Linked DNA regions of Danio rerio: region 2 is linked to region 1. Evidence: chromatin contacts called from public Hi-C data. All regions are on one chromosome and are shown on one strand. Each heading gives the region's core, a stretch centred on a gene start, on an enhancer-like site or on the middle of the called end of the contact. The rest is flanking DNA. Distances are from core to core; before and after follow the strand shown.

Evidence for each region. A called contact is a pair of places that touch in the nucleus more often than the background predicts.
Region 2: a Hi-C map of embryo shows a contact between it and region 1, with 2.7 times the contacts expected there. The contact joins the promoter of stk24b here to the enhancer-like site in region 1. A contact is called at or near these places in 5 of 18 Hi-C or Micro-C datasets (caudal fin, embryo and hematopoietic stem cells) and 3 of 4 datasets of contacts at active chromatin or transcription factors (caudal fin, embryo and gastrula embryo).

The regions. Positions count from the first base shown.
Region 1 is chr6:13,296,407-13,299,781 of GRCz12tu, forward strand. ermn (ermin) reads left to right here. Exons shown (of 3, transcript XM_073905893.1): 3 at 1-1,465. Among named protein-coding and RNA genes, the nearest start is that of ermn, 8.5 kb to the left of the region's middle. Within about 2 kb of position 1,890, at least 4 of the 62 cell types and tissues checked have an H3K27ac peak or open chromatin away from gene starts, as enhancers often do.
Region 2 is chr6:13,444,404-13,447,778 of GRCz12tu, forward strand. stk24b (serine/threonine kinase 24b (STE20 homolog, yeast)) reads left to right here and starts at 1,892. Exons shown (of 11, transcript NM_213477.1): 1 at 1,892-2,005. The coding sequence starts at 2,000. It overlaps LOC103911182 (a long non-coding RNA gene), which reads right to left. Exons shown (of 6, transcript XR_012407693.1): 4 at 1,874-1,974.

The DNA.
Region 1 (3,375 bases), core at 640-3,139:
CTTTTAAAGAGTAGATGTTACAAAACACCAACATGGTGCGGCTAAATATCAATTTCAGTATAAACAGCCCTGGAAGTAAGTAAGTTTTAGCTGTAAAGAACACACAGTTAATGTATCTTTATGTGTTCACTTTACTTGGTGGGGCACCTTATTATTAACTCATTCTTAATGTAACGGAGGCCAGCTAGGAAGTGCTATGCAGGTAAACCTCACTCCTCTGAACTCCAAAGATGCTCTAGCGACAAATGCTAGAGGCAATAGTCTTTAGCCTCCTTGTTAAAGCAACCGACTCCCATCGCCAATTCGATCCCAACTCGGAGCGGGTTGGGTGATGTCAGACCATTGGGTTTACATTAACAACTCATGAACTCCTATGTTTAAACAGTTGTGTGTGTCCATCTAGTATGTGTTTACATTGAAAAACAAAACTAAAGTGTTTAAATGTGTAGCTGTCTGCATTAAAACAAATATTTTATTCCATGAGTCTATGAGTTAATTAATTAACTCTATAATTAACAAACATGTACTAACATGTAATTTAGGTAGCCATTATTCACACATGAACTCACGTGACTCTTGTTGTAGTTAACCTTAGTTGCCTTAACTCATCATTAATTCACAATAATTAGTTTAAATATGAGTACATCATTGTCCATGTACTGCTACTGTAATGTTACCAATCTTTAAAGTTAGCCTACAATTCGAAGGGAACATCGTTAAGTGAACATTCCTTTTTATAAAATTGTAAACATTCTGAAAGTTTTACTTTTGAACGTTTTCTAAACAAGTTCTGAAACATTAAAAACATGCTGGCCGAACTAAAGGTTCAGTGAACAATGTATAGCATAAACAATGTTTTTGTCCTAGCATTTTGAGAACATTATTATGCTCTAAAAACTTTTTTTTTTTCCAATAAAGAGGTTTGTAACTGTGTGAGGGCCTTGCCTGAAGGTTTTCCAAAGTTTCCACAACATTTGCTGAGTCATCCCCAATCATACTTGAGCAAATTCTCATCTGGCAGCAAGCTGGAAAAATAATTTGTCTACAAATGAGATTTTTCATTCACAAAGGCTTCTCCGGCTAACATGCAATCTGTCTGAATGCAGCCAGTAGTGCCAACTTTCCATCAACAAAATACTGGGAGAGCTTACAGTACGCTCTAACAAGTATGAAGGGAATTTTTGTGTTCGGGTTTAAATCTACAAATAATGTTGTGATTACATAATTTCTTTGTAAATCATCAAATATGTTAAAATACAATAATAGGCATATTAGTCATATAGATCATCTGTGATCATAAATTTCAATATATGGTTTTCACTGATGCCTATAATAACTTTATTGATATCTACCCTATCAGTAACTGCATAATCTGTTCAAGTTTGGAAGTCTTTCTCTCACTGTGACTACACAAAGTGATTTTTTTTCCATTTGTAGAGGACTAATAAAAGATGTTCAATAAGCTTATATGACTGTTTCTTTTTATTTTTAAGTGTTTCTATATTTAGCCTATTAATGTCCACTAGATGGCGGCATTGCATATGTCTTTTTAGTTAGACATTGAATATAGTGTAGAATTGTATTTCCTCACCACTAGCTGGCAACGTTGCATAAATCTGTTTAAACGTAGATAAGAAAACACATATAATATAATATAATATAATATAATATAATATAATATAATATAATATAATATAATATAATATAATAAACTCAATTCTTAACCACTAGATGGCAACATTGTTTTGTTTTGTGTAAATCTAAAAGGTGAGGAAAGTGGTTGACACGACAGGACTGTCTACCTTTATAAACTGAATCGCTTTTGGATTTCAGTATTTATCTGTGATCACGTGACTGCTTAAGTAGCCTAAAATTCATTCTGTTTTGTGTACTGCTGCATATATAAATTCAAACATAACCAACAAAAGTGTGAAAAGTAAACGGATAATTTAAAACAAACAATCTTTATAAGCCAAACTAACATAATACAATTATAATAAAATGACAAGCTGGATAATGAACTCAAACTTCGACCGCGGCTCGATCAGTTAGCATATAAGAAGAATCAACAAACTGTTCACCGTTGCCTTGCTAATTAAGTTATCTTTATGTGGCATCTAATGTAAGTATAATCGATGTAATGAGATAGGGACTGCAGTAATTAGTCTAATTTGGGTGTTTATGACCCGACGGACTCTTTATTTATGCATCTGTGTTTCTAATGTTTTATTGGGAGTCAGTGTGTGTTTGTTGTCGTTCCCTCAGTTAGCTTCATCAATGCTTGAACTTTACCATACAAATGTCACTAATTGCGTTTTATTTACAGGAGGTTTATGAACATCACCTCTATTCCTCCAGCCACGTAATGTAGGCCTACCAGGTGACTTGAATGTTTTTTCCGACAACTTATAAATTATAGGTTTCACTTCCGGTTTGAGAAACTTCCATTGAAGAGAATTGAAACTAATCAGATATGTCACTGAATAATTCATTTGTGAAGCAATTAATACACAAATGAGATGGTTTTGATTTTATGAAATGTTCGTACATATTATGTTTCTCTTCAACATGTTTGTAAAGTTGCTGTGGATAGATTTGTTTTGAGATGATTCGTGGTCTCATTCATTCATTTTCTTTTCAGCTTAGTCCCTTTATTAATCTGGGGTCGCCACTGCGGAATGATCCGCCAACTTATCCAGCGTATGTTTTTACACAGCGGATACTCTCTCAGCTGCAACCCATTACTGCAAAGCATCCATGCACACTCATTCACACACATACACCACGGACAATTTAGCCAACCCAATTCACCTATACTGCATGACGCATGTCTTTGGACTGTGGGGCAAACCAGAGCACCCGGAGAAAACCCACGCCAACACGGGGAGAACATGCAAACTCCACACAGAAACGCCAACTGACCCAAGCAGGGCTGGAACCAGCGACTTTGTTGGTGTAAGGCGATTGTGCTACCCACTGTGCCACCGTTAATTTAATTTGATTTAAATAATAATGATTTAATGTAAGTTGCTTTTTATTTTTCGATAGATAAACAGTGAGAAGCACCTCATTGTTCAGTTTTTAAAAACACTTCAGCAATTGTTTACAGTTTGACAGGACTTACTCCAATATTTATGCAAAGCATTATGGGGCGTAGGATAAAGGTGGATAATTCAGCCGTAGGGTTTATTTAGGCAAAGCGAGGCAGGCGTTTTGGCCTGGTTTGTTTCATTGAGCTCCGGGCCTCATTTGAATGGTGGCAAATGTCATGTTGGCAAGGCAATGGGAGGTTTGTGACTGTTGTGCTTCGCTCTCTCTGGGCCGGGGGTCGAGAGGCACTTCCTGGGCAACACACGTCCCCTGTGGTTTAGGGTC
Region 2 (3,375 bases), core at 642-3,141, 150 kb after region 1:
AAAAACTTTAAGACTAATTGTTCCTGTTAATATAAGTAATCGATGGAGAAATGCTTTTAGTTTTGCATTAAATTGATTTATTTTGACTTGAAACATGGAGATCATTGCTGTTTTTAAATCATGTTGTGCAGACATGACATGTGCTGCTCCGTAAGATTATTCTTACAATAAGTTTCTCTTCTCTCATCCTTCCGACTGAGTTTATTCTTCCGAGGGGAATACTTTAAGTGGTGCAAATAGTTGGTAAAGCCTGGCTTATTTTGGTTAAAGTAGTTGATTAAATTAATAGGCTAAAAGTGAAACTGACGGCCCAGTGCATAGTAATTGTCATTAACAGAAAATTATATAGCCTAATATAGGCTACTCCAAAACTGTGAATATTTCACTGTTACTTTATATATATAAATTTTTTATTTAACAGACCTGTTTGTCAGTTTGTGCTTTGAAGCATACTAGCCTATAAGCGGACCTTGTTTTGAACTTCATCTCAACTTGTTCATTGTATAGATAACTGACCAACAAAAATACATTAAAATTACCAACAAATTATAGCAAACAAAATTTGTTTCAAAAAATAATTTTTCAGACAAAAAACATTATTTTTCAGACATGCTTTTAGTTTCTCCATTTCACTCGTGGCGAGTTTAGACGAGGAAATGTTAATTAAGTAAAACTCGCCTCAGAGGGTTTAGTTTAGTCTGCTTCAAACCTGCAGGAAAATATCAGACTTTGCTAAAAGGTTGGTTATTTTACCAACGATTAGGGTAGCCTATTACAGATTTTAAAGAACAATCTTAATATTAAAAAGGAAACATAAGCTGGACACAACAGATCATATCAATGTCATAATGAATGCTCAAATAATGTAGCCCATAGTTTATAACAAGCATCATGTTTAGTTAGATTGTGCCATCTGTCATATACTGTACAGTAGGCCAATAGGTGTTTTGTTTTTTTTGTTTTTTTAGTAAAGAAGATTTAAGGTTATCACCAGAACTATAGAAACTGTATTTTGTTAATTATATATAATAAAACAAAGCAAAAACAAACAAAAAAAAAATTTAAAAAAATAAATAAAAAAACGGCACAGTTCTATAAACTCAGAGAATGGACTTGTGTTCTTGTGGAGACTGATCTTGCCAGTTGTCCTCGGAAGAACAAACTCGGGAGACCACAAGAACAGGTCCTGTCCTGGAAGAGGACGTGTCCTGTGGGAAATGAGATGCTGATGGTCACGTGACCTTTGCGCTTTTTTAATAGAAAAATTTAAACATTACAACATTCAAACAACGATTTATTTGCTTTTCCCCTTTTCAAAATATATACTATTTAAAACATTTAAATATACGTTGCACAATATAAATAAAACATTTTAATATGAATTTTAGCAAATAAACACCCTTAATGTGTTAAATTAACACTTAATGTGTTTAACCCTTTATTAAGATTTTCATGATAATGTTTATATTCACTGTTTCATTTAGGGAAACTCCTGAGATAAATAAGGGATATCTCTGAACTTTAATAACAAATCTAAATAAAATGCTGCGCTTCCCACCTCCAGTCGCAATGACTTCTGGGACTTCTATAGCAAGTTCGGTGCTCAAGTCTGCATCCGTGTGCCTCGATATCTAGAACACATCCGGGAAGTTTCACGCGTTCTTATGGTCTTGAGTATTGGAACTGAACTTAAGCAGCTGATGATGACGTTACACGAGAACATAAGGAAGCAAGACCGCTTAAGAACGCATATTGCAAAACAGCTAAAATCACCACACTCCCTCATCATCCACCACACACCACACCTATGAACCCTCACCTGATTACCAATCACCTGCACCTGCAATCACAACAACTCACTATAAATACTCACCTCACTCACTCAGTCTTCAGCTGGAACCAAAGACGCATAGTCCTCTCTCCTGAATTCTCCTGTGCTCCTCCATGGATGTTCTCCCTCCGACTGTCCTTCTCCTGCGAATGCAGATAAACCTGTTTAATGGAAGTGAGTATTCTTATGTTGGCGTTTAACCAAAGTAATGAGCTTATGCATTGAATTGGTTGTGTATGAGATTGCTTACTCTCTACAACATCATTCACCTGCTTCACCTAACCATTGTTGTTGCTACGTTTGAATGAACGCCCTTGAAATTTTATCATTCGTCTTCCTTGTGTGGCCGTGACACTTTTAGGGTATACTTTTGTAATTTTAAGGTTTAGTTGTGTACCTTTAAGGTACTCTGAGATACCCATTTGTACTTTTTAGGTAATAATAATACACTGTAAAACCCAAAAAGTGACAGTAACTCAAACTTTTTGAGGAAACTGATTGCAACAAACCATTTGAGTTAAAAAACTAATCCATATGCATACCGTGAACGTACTCCATTTAAGTTGAAGTAATGAGGTGTTTATTTAACTCATTACCTTCAACACCGAGTTCAAAACTCTTTTTAAATGAGTAGAATCAACTTTAAGTATATTTTGAGTTAACTACATTCACAACTGTCAATAATCAGTACATTTTAATTTCCCTTAGACATTAATGATAGCCCTGATGTTTTGTCCTTTCTGCTTTTTGGACTGACAGGGTCTGATGTGTTCAATCTCATGGGACATTTAAATCCCACCTGGAGCTGAATTCCATCCGAGACTACAAAATTCACTGTGTGAAATCAGAGTAGTTCAGCCTTGAGGGGAGACTTTGGGAGTGTACAAACCATACACATATAAATAAGACTTTAATATTATTAATGTTTAATGATATTGCAGACCTACATGTGCTGTTTGCATCATTAATAATTAGTTCATGTATAGATTGCCATGCTATGAATAGTTTTGTTATCAACAGAGCCTAATACATGAAACTTTGTCCAAGATGGATTTCAAGAGCACAGTGGGATTTTGTTTTTGACCAGAAGAACACAAAATGTCCCACAGAGACCATGCATCAACACCTGCATGGCCATTAACCCATTCAATTAGCTTCCACCATGAGTGTTCTGCTAATTATCTAAATTGCATCTTTAATGATGTGAGTCCTTTAAAACAAGGAAGGTATATCTTCTGCAGCAAGCGACGAGCTATTAGGTATGAGGCGGTGTGTGTAAAAACTATACTGAAAACCATTTAAGAAATAATCATTAGCAAAGCAAACAGTGTTCAGCAACAGGCGAATACGCTCAATTATGACAATTGTGGTTAAAAATATTGCAGATTTTTTAGTAAAAATGTGGAATTAGAAAAACTTGCATGATTTAATTTGCTTTGTTTCATTTAGCATTAAAGAATTTTTTTAAAAGTATTATATTAAAGTAATTTATAATGCCCATTTTGAGGGTCTACTTAACAGTTGATATCCAGGCAAATGCATTA